2 separate regions of the Mus musculus genome follow, and region 2 is linked to region 1. The links are chromatin contacts, called in public promoter capture Hi-C maps. All regions are on one chromosome and are shown on one strand. Each heading gives the region's core, a stretch centred on a gene start, on an enhancer-like site or on the middle of the called end of the contact. The rest is flanking DNA. Distances are from core to core; before and after follow the strand shown. Region 1 holds the start of Hbb-bt (hemoglobin, beta adult t chain). Region 2 holds the start of Olfr649 (olfactory receptor 649).

Region 1 (4,575 bases), core at 1,403-3,902:
TGTCTCCAGAATTTAGCATGAGACAAGTGCTTAAAGAGTGGGAAACTGTGAACATGAAGTGTTGCCAAGAATAATACAAACAATTATAAAACCAGGAGGGGAAACAACAGAGACCAGTCCAAAGAGAGTCCAATCTCCATGTCCTTAGTGGATATTCAAGACAGACACACTAGGGGAAATGGACTTCTCTTTGCTATGAGCCCATGAAAACTTCCTATGTCTGCAAAGGCTATCAAAGAACAAAACATTTCTGCTCATATTTTCCATAGTCCTTATTTACCCCTTATTATTGCCTCCTGTTCTCTAGTTCAAGTTGTGAGTATGTGAAGTTTCATTATCATTGTTAATGGGAGAGGCTGGGTACCAGGGCTCAAGAGCTCCTGGGTTTCCTCTTCAAGCATATCTCTGTAACACAGTGGGGTTTTCTAAGATAACAGAGGTCAGGAGAAAATGGATAATGTTCATAGAAAAGCAAGCAAGGAAGACACCCTTGAATAGTAATCAAGGCCCTTGGTCCTGTGAAGGCTCTACGCCCCAATATAGGGGAATGCCAGGACCAGGAATGGGAGTGGGTGGGTTGGGGAGCAGGGGGAGGGGAGAGGGGAGAGGGGATTTTTGGAGGGGAAACTAGGAAAGGGGATAAAATTTGAAATGTAAATAAAGAAAATAATAAAAAAGAAAAAATATATTTGATATATATTTTAGATAGATAGATAGATAGATAGATAGATAGATAGATAGATAGATAGATACATAGATAGATACATAGATAGATACATAGATAGATAGATAGATAAAAGAAAAGAGTGATGGATACTTGAGGCAAGAGAAATTAGACTAAAGTCTCTGAGATACTAGACAACAAGCAGAAAATCAAGGGGCATTTGTGAGGAAAAATTAGAACAATACAAAAAACTATAAAACATAGTATATGTCTATGCTGTAAATTAAACCCCTATTTAACTTCTTTTTCTGAGAAATGGATGTCAGGGAAGGTTGCTGACGGAATAGCCACTTACTATCTCACCACTTATCACAAAGCTGCAGAAGTCAATTACCAGGAAGTCAAAGTGAATACCTTGTTTCTGAACTCTCACTTCCTCTTTGGTATTTTATTCTTGAATGGTTTTAACTGAAATAGAATGGCATGACTTTTACCCTCACTTCCTTCCCTCCAGCATGCCCCAACTGCTTTATATAATAAATATTTCACATTAATCCTTGCAAGAAACAAAAGTAATCAAAACACAGAATTGAGATGACAGTAAATATCATTTATTAGATAAAAGCTAGATGCCCAAAGGTCTTCATCATTTCCCCACAATTGACAGTTTTTCTCTAGGGGACATATAACCTTTGTGCATAGACAATAGCAGAAAAGGGGCTTAGTGGTACTTGTGAGCCAGGGCAGCAGCCACTCCAGCCACCACCTTCTGGAAGGCAGCCTGTGCAGCGGGGGTGAAATCCTTGCCCAGGTGGTGGCCCAGCACAATCACGATCATATTGCCCAGGAGCTGTGGGAAGATGGAAGAACCATCAACATAACTGTAGAGCAAAAATACCAGATACTGCAGGCTTATTTATAAAGACATTTGTTTGCAACCTTAAACTGCTGACAAATTATTATAAGAATCCTATGTCAAACAGAATTTATATGTAAAATATATTCTTCCCCTGTCACCCTGGCATAAAAGCCAATTATGCTACTATTCTTGAGAGCTATGAGAAGAAACAGGGACATATCTTCCTTGTCCTCTGAGTAAGTTACAAGGCAATATTTAAAAAGACAAACAAAAGTAGATCAAAGAAGAAGAAATGAACTGAGGGAAAGGAAAGGATTAGAGAAAGAGAGAGGAGAGAGAGAAGGACTGGGAGGAAAGGAGGAGGGGAAGCTGATATCAGGATGGGAAGTAAATAACCAGCTTAATTAATTTAGTAAAATGCAACTGGAAATTAAAAGCTTACCAAAGAAAGAGGAAATGACAACACAGAACAGAGTGAGGGGGAGCAGCGATTCTGAGTAGAGAATAAAATATCCAAACTCTTGTCAACACTCCACACACAGTCATGGAGACTGCTCCCTAGAATCGCTTCCCCTTTCCTTCTGATAGGAAGGTTGAGCAGAATAGCCAGGGGAAGGAAACCCAGGAGGTGCCCATCAGACTCACCCTGAAGTTCTCAGGATCCACATGCAGCTTGTCACAGTGGAGCTCACTGAGGCTGGCAAAGGTGCCCTTGAGGCTGTCCAAGTGATTCAGGCCATCGTTAAAGGCAGTTATCACTTTCTTGCCATGGGCCTTCACTTTGGCATTACCCATGATAGCAGAGGCAGAGGATAGGTCTCCAAAGCTATCAAAGTACCGCTGGGTCCAAGGGTAGACAACCAGCAGCCTAAAAAGGGAAACATAGACAGGGGACACTCAAAGTTAGTGCCTGCTGGAAAGCAGACCTCTGTCTCCAAGCACCCAACTTCTACTTGTGAGCTGCCTTGTAACCTGGATACCAACCTGCCCAGGGCCTCACCACCAACTTCATCGGCGTTCACCTTTCCCCACAGGCCAGAGACAGCAGCCTTCTCAGCATCAGTCAGGTGCACCATGATGTCTGTTTCTGAGGTTGCAAGTCAACACAACAGAATCAGAAGCAAACGTAAGAAGCAACTGACCCTGCTCAGCTTTATATACCCAATGCTGGCTCCTGCCCACTCTGTCCTCTCTGAGCAGATTGGCCAATGCCAGGGTGTTACCCTGCAGGGTGAGGCTTCAGAGATGACAACCATATCTACACAGGGTGGCTATGGCCCAGGCTTAAGACATTTGAGTTCTGGGTCTCACTCTGAGTAGTGTCTGTTCTTATCCTTGCAGCTAATTCTGTTTCTATAACATCTTCTTTAAATACTGTATTTTTCAATTCTTGCACCAATAACATAGCTTGTCTGTTCAATATTATCTCTTCAATATTGTTTACTACACAAATAAAAAATTAAAACACATTATACATAAGAAAATTTGCCTGTTCTGTTTTGTTTTGATCTGGGTATGTTGGTTCGTTTTCTTTTAGTTTGAGTGCACAAGAGGATCACCCCAATTATGGAACATAAGAAAAGAAGACAAAATAATCATTTTTCTATTGTTTTTCTAACTATTTTTCTTCATGTTTTGAAGAAACCTTCAGGTAGGAAAATAAATATATATTCATTTCTTTCATACTTGTTTGGTTTGTTTCCTTCATTCTTTAATTTGTTAATTTAGTCACATGATTTATGGGAAGTAGCACACAAGTGAATTGATCACGTCTTGGACATTGCTCTCTCTTTTAGTTTTTGGGAGCCAGAGAAGGAAACACAGAACTCTCAATTTGGAAAAAATAAAAAAGAAATACAAAGCTACTTATAACCCTAAGATTAGTGGCAATATTCAGAGATAAAGAAAGAGGGAGGGAAAGAAGTGAGAAAGGTTTTCCTAGTGACAGGTAAACCCAGTGAAGGGATCTTGAAAGATATTCTCCCTGTGTTAAGTGTTGAAGAGTTTTCTTCCTCTCTCTCTCTCTCTCTCTCTCTCTCTCTCTCTCTCTCTCTCTCTCTCTCTCTCTCTCTCTCTCTCTCTCTCCTTCTCTCACTAATTCAGTCGCTCATTCTGCTGCTTCCTGGGCACTGTGTATACTGCATATGTTTTAGAATCATTTTTTTACTTCATAGTCCCCACCTATTCCCATTTGTACTCTATATTTTTCATTACTCTTAAATTATTTAATTTTATCTTCATTCCTTTTCAATCTTGTTTTGTCCTCTAAACTCTCACATAAAATGTCCTAAACTTTTCATGCTAAGAACTTCTGGTGTGCTTTTCCTTCTTGGTATTAAAAACCATGGGAAGCCTTAAATAAGCTCTGAGGTTCACACAAGGAGAAGGTACAAAAGTGGGAGGAGAAGGACCTGGGAAGAGAAGCTTCTGTGTGAGATGATGAGGGAGGCACTTAGGGATGAGAATGACTCAGGGCATGAAAGAGATATGTGAAAATAAGAAGGGAACTTCCCCTGTGAAGGGAAGAAGCAACATGCACTACTGAGTAGTGAATTACCTCAGCTCGCTCTCTCTCTCTCTCTCTCTCTCTCTCTCTCTCTCTCTCTCTCTCTCTCTCTCTCTCTCTCGCTCTCTCTCTCTCTCTCTCTCTCTCTCTCTCTCTCTCTCTCCTTTCTCTCTCTCTCCTTTCTCTCTCTCTCTCCTTTCTCTCTCTCTCTCCTTTCTCTCTCTCTCCTCTCTCTCTCCTTTCTCTCACTCTCCTTTCTCTCTCTCATCTCCCTCTCTCTTTCTCTTTCTCTTTCTCCCTCCTTCCCTCACTCCCTCCCTCCCTCCCTCCCTCCCTCCCTCCCTCCCTCCCTCCCTCTCTCCCTCTCTGTGAGCCCCTATGAATCCTGCTTACTTGTTTAGTCAGTCTGTTCTCACAGAGTCCTTAATACCTGACTCCTACAATTCTTCCTCGTCCTCTTCCTTGGGATCCAGCTGCTCTGCCTAGTGTTTGGCTGTGGGTCTCTGTGTCTGCTCCTATCCGTTGCTGGATGATGATCTCCAACGA
Region 2 (4,575 bases), core at 1,164-3,663, 380 kb after region 1:
ATAAACAACGCTCTTTCTTATTCTTTTGTCATTACATCCCCAGCCAATATAAACAAGGTCCTGGTATGTCTAAATGGTTTTCACTGGACTAAAATATGCATATGCTTCAATACCCTACTCTATATGTGTAACTCACATCTTCAAAATATGTCACCTGGCATTTGCCTCCAGTTAAATGACATCAAAAAACCTATTATTTTATGCATGAATAGAATTCTTTTAGCAGGATCAAGGAGTGGCACCCTGACAGGCAGTTGGCCCTGTTCTTTCTTTGTCTTGGAGGAGTTCAAATGAAGTAAAATGTCTTAAAATAAAATCTCCAATAAATTCAATTACATGTATTGTATTGAGCAATTTGTTTAATTTGAGACCTTGTTACTATTTTTGATGGCTAGGCACATAAAATGTGTGTGTGTGTGTGTGTGTGTGTGTGTGTGTGTGTGTGTGTATTTCTAATCCTCTCCTAAGAAAAACATTTGCAATACTGATTAATGATTTCATTAAGATTTTCTATGAAATTACTTGATAAACATTGTCTATGCACCTGGTAGTTATCAGGACACATAACTAATGTTGTTTAGAAATAAATAATAACAACCATATTAAAATTCTAGAAACTTTAGCTGGAGAGACGGCTCAGCAGTTAAGGGAACTGACTGCTTTTCCAGAGGTCCTGAGTTCAATTTTCACCAACCACATGGTGGCTCACAACTATCTATAATAGGATCTGATTCCCTCTTCTGATGTGTCTGAAGAGAGCAGCAGTGTACTCACGTGCATTTAAATAAATAAATAAATCTTTAAAAACAAACAAACAAACTCTAGAAACTTGTGACATCATGATGTCTCAGCAAGTAAAGGTCATTGTCCCCAAGGTAGAAAACCTACCTTTGATCCTCAGAACCTACATAGTGGAAATAGAGGACTACCTTCCCTACAAGTTGTCCTCTGGCCTCCACATGAAAACTGTGTCATGCACGTGTCCGTATTGATATACACACACACACACATATACATGTATGCACACACAAATGAACAAATTTAATTTTCTTAATATAGAAATCTATAGGATCAGCAGTAAATTTTCTACCTTACTATGATGCATAAATACAGAATTAAGGTGTGTGTAAAAAAATAACTGATTTGTCACAAATATTTTAAGTGAAAACAGAACAGCAACTTCCATTGTTATCAATGAGTCTTTATTACCTTAGCACAGCCAAAAAGAATTGAAAGATTCTCCTTAAGATAAGTTGTTTATTTTCAGAAGCGAGATAAATACCTTTATCTTCTAAACTCTGAGCTTCTTTTCCTAAAACTAAAATGGTTGAGGAGGCTTCTGCATAAAATAACTAAGAAAGCAAAACCCCAATAGCTCCATGTGTCGTCTCCTGGAGGTCAGTGGTTGCTGGTTCAGCCTTTTACCTACTATACTTTATGAAATGGCCCAAGATCCAAGACTTCAGTCACTGAGATCATTTGGGGAAGAGCAGAAGAATGGCTTTGTCCCGGATCTGCTTGGTCTTCACTCCATAGACAATAGGGTTGAGTGCAGGTGGGATGATTACATACAGGTTGGCAAACATAATATGAAAAGTGCGGGGGACATTTCGCCCAAAGCGATGAGCAAGGATGGAGAAGAAGGCTGGTATATAGAACATGAGGATGACACAGACATGGGAACCGCAGGTGCTCAGGGCCTTCTGGCGTGCATCTCGGGAGGGAAGGCGAAAAACAGCACATAAAATGAGAGTGTAGGAGATGGCTATGAGGATCACATCTATAATCACTGTCATGATGGGGACACAAAACCCATACCAGATGTTGATGGAGATATCTGCACATGCCAGCCGGGCAACACCAATGTGTTCACAGTAGGTATGGGCAATGATGTGTGTCCTGCAGAAGGGTAGGCGATTCACAAGGAAAACACATGGCACAAAAACACAGAAACTTCGGAAAGAGATTCCCACAGCAATTTTGACAATGGTTTTGGGTGTGAGAATAGTGGTATACCTCAAGGGTGAACAGATGGCCACATAGCGGTCAAATGCCATGGCCAATAAGATAGCTGAGTCCAAGACAAAGCTGTAGTGTAAAAAGAATAACTGAGTCAGACATCCAGGAAAACTGATTTCCTGAGGACCAAACCAAAAGATGCTAAGGGTCTTGGGGACACAGGTGGTAGACAATATGAGGTCAGTCATGGCCAACATGGAAAGGAAGAAGAACATGGGGGAATGAAGACTGTGTTCCACTGCAATAAGGTAGAGAAGGATGCTGTTGCCCAGGATGGCCACGAGATAGATAAAGCAGAAAGGGATACTGATCCAGACATGGTACTGCTCAAGTCCAGGGATGCCCGAGAGAGTGAAGGGGCCAGTGTTGTAGCTACTCACGTTGTGCATAACCATTGAGATCTGAAGAATAATTAGTTCTTCTGTCCTAAAATCAAGCGTGTATGGTGAGCATGAGCAATTGTGCACTCACTCTTTCTCCACAAACTCTTTGGGAGCAGTTCTGTTTTCTATATTTGAAAAAGAAAATCCGATTACCATTAAGAGCAATACTCATGGGCAGGAGAGATGGCTCAGTGGTTAAGAGCACTGGCCTCTCTTCCAGGGGACTTATGTTCGATTTCTGACACTTATTTTGTGGATATGGTGGCTCACAGTCACCTGCTAAATCCAGTCCCACATCCTGATCTAAGCAGGCAACAGGCACACACATAATAAATACACATATATACATTCAGGCAAAACACTCACATACAAAGTAAATAAATAAACAAACAAATTCCCCTCCACCCCAAAGAGAGTCATGGTCATGACTTTAACAAAGAGCTATCAGACCCCTGGTGTTAATTCCCACATTTCAATAGAAACCAAATCAAGAGAAATAACTTGTCCAGTTTATAAAATGCTAATCCTATTTAAATGACCATGTTTTCCCTGAGTCTATATAATTCATCACTGCATGGATATGTATAGGGAAAAGTATTCTAACTGCCTTCAGGAATAGGATTACACTAAAGAGAATGTCCCACTATCGGGAACATGAAGTAATTTAACAATTTTGGATGCCTACTTTACTCCAACATGTCTAATGTGTTATCTCATTTAGAAACCCTTCGTTAAAAATGAATTTTGTCTCCAGATGGTGGTGGCGCATTCCGTTGACCCCAGCACTCTGAAGGCGAAGGCAGGCAGATAATCTGTAATTTTGAGGCCAGTCTGGTCTACAGAGTTCCAGGACAGCCAAGGATACACAGTTATACCTTGTTTGGGGGAGGTGGGGGGAAGGATTTGTTTCTTTTTCTTTTGTTTTGTTTTGAGAAACTCAAGTCATCCCTCTGGCCAAGGAGCCAAATCACTAGATTCCATGACCAGTATTCTTTCATGGGGTCACCCTTTACCTGGTGGTACATGCAGATCTTGTGAAATGGCAAGGATTCACAAGAGATTTTAAGATGTAAAAGGAACAGTCCTAAGCGGAACCCAGATCTGTCAAAACACCAACCCACCCCAGTTTCGGTCACTGTCCTCCTTGGAACCTGCAGAAACAAGCTCTCTGAGACAGGACTGCCTGATGCCGCCTCGTGAAGTAGATATGAAGCTGAGCCTCCAATCTACCTTAAGGATGAAGGAGAAAACGCTTAAGAGTTGGAGAAGACTGAGTCTTTGTATTTTCTAAATATAATGCTGGAAGGACCTCTAGTGGGTGAACACAGAATTTTTTTATTCTAAATGCTGAGTTGAAGCAATACCCGCCCCGCCCCCCCAATACTCAGATTTGTTTTGAGAATTTTCAGCATTCGACAATTGAAAAATCTTAGCATGAAACCACTTTTGTAACTTTCCTAAACGTCATCTAAGAAGATTGGGGCCTGGCTTGGATGGTATAGTGCCTGCTTTGCCTATAGAAAGAAGATTTATCACCCTCCCCCCACGTCCTGGTGCCACCACATGCCTGTAATCCCAGCACTAGGGAAGATCAGAAGTTAAATTCATCCCGAGCTAAATAGCAAATTTGAGGCCAGTCTGGGATATATGAGGCCCTCTCTTTAAGAAACAAACAAAACCTACAAGACACATCATAATATTATCCATATTTTGCAGATGTAGAAACTAACCCAGAGAGCAACACACTCTCTTCCAAAGACTACACAATAATTGAACAATAAGTCTCATAGTCGAAATCAAACACCAAGCCTTTTCCAAAACCTCTATGTTCACAAGCAAAATTCACTACACAGCCGGTAATTTTATGGAAAACAGAAAATACGTATTATCAGAATAGCAATAGGCAGAGGATTGCATAGTGTAAAGAACACATAGCAAACTAAAAAATGCAAAACCTGCCAACAGTATAATAAACATACCACTAACGACTACAACATTGTCTGAACAAATTTTCAATTTTAAAATCTGCACACTCAGTAAAGGTTTTCCAAATAAAATCCAATTATATGTTGCTGACATGTGAAACACACAAAATAATGGAGAACAGATAAAATAAAAGGATAAATAGGCATATTTTGGATAAATTTAAATATGATAAAATAAAGCTTAGCAA

What was found. Promoter capture Hi-C pulls out the DNA fragments that hold promoters and counts their contacts.
Region 2: a promoter capture Hi-C map of pre-B cells shows a contact between it and region 1. The contact joins the promoter of Olfr649 here to the promoter of Hbb-bt in region 1. A contact is called at or near these places in 2 of 39 promoter capture datasets (hippocampal neurons and pre-B cells) and 3 of 484 Hi-C or Micro-C datasets (LSK cells, embryonic stem cells and granulocyte-monocyte progenitors).

What each region holds. Positions count from the first base shown.
Region 1 is chr7:103,811,271-103,815,845 of GRCm38.p6, forward strand. Hbb-bt (hemoglobin, beta adult t chain) reads right to left here and starts at 2,653. Exons shown (of 3, transcript NM_008220.5): 1 at 2,508-2,653; 2 at 2,169-2,391; 3 at 1,254-1,514. The coding sequence starts at 2,599. The coding sequence ends at 1,386.
Region 2 is chr7:104,187,792-104,192,366 of GRCm38.p6, forward strand. Olfr649 (olfactory receptor 649) reads right to left here and starts at 2,414. Exons shown (of 1, transcript NM_147055.1): 1 at 1,476-2,414. The coding sequence starts at 2,414. The coding sequence ends at 1,476.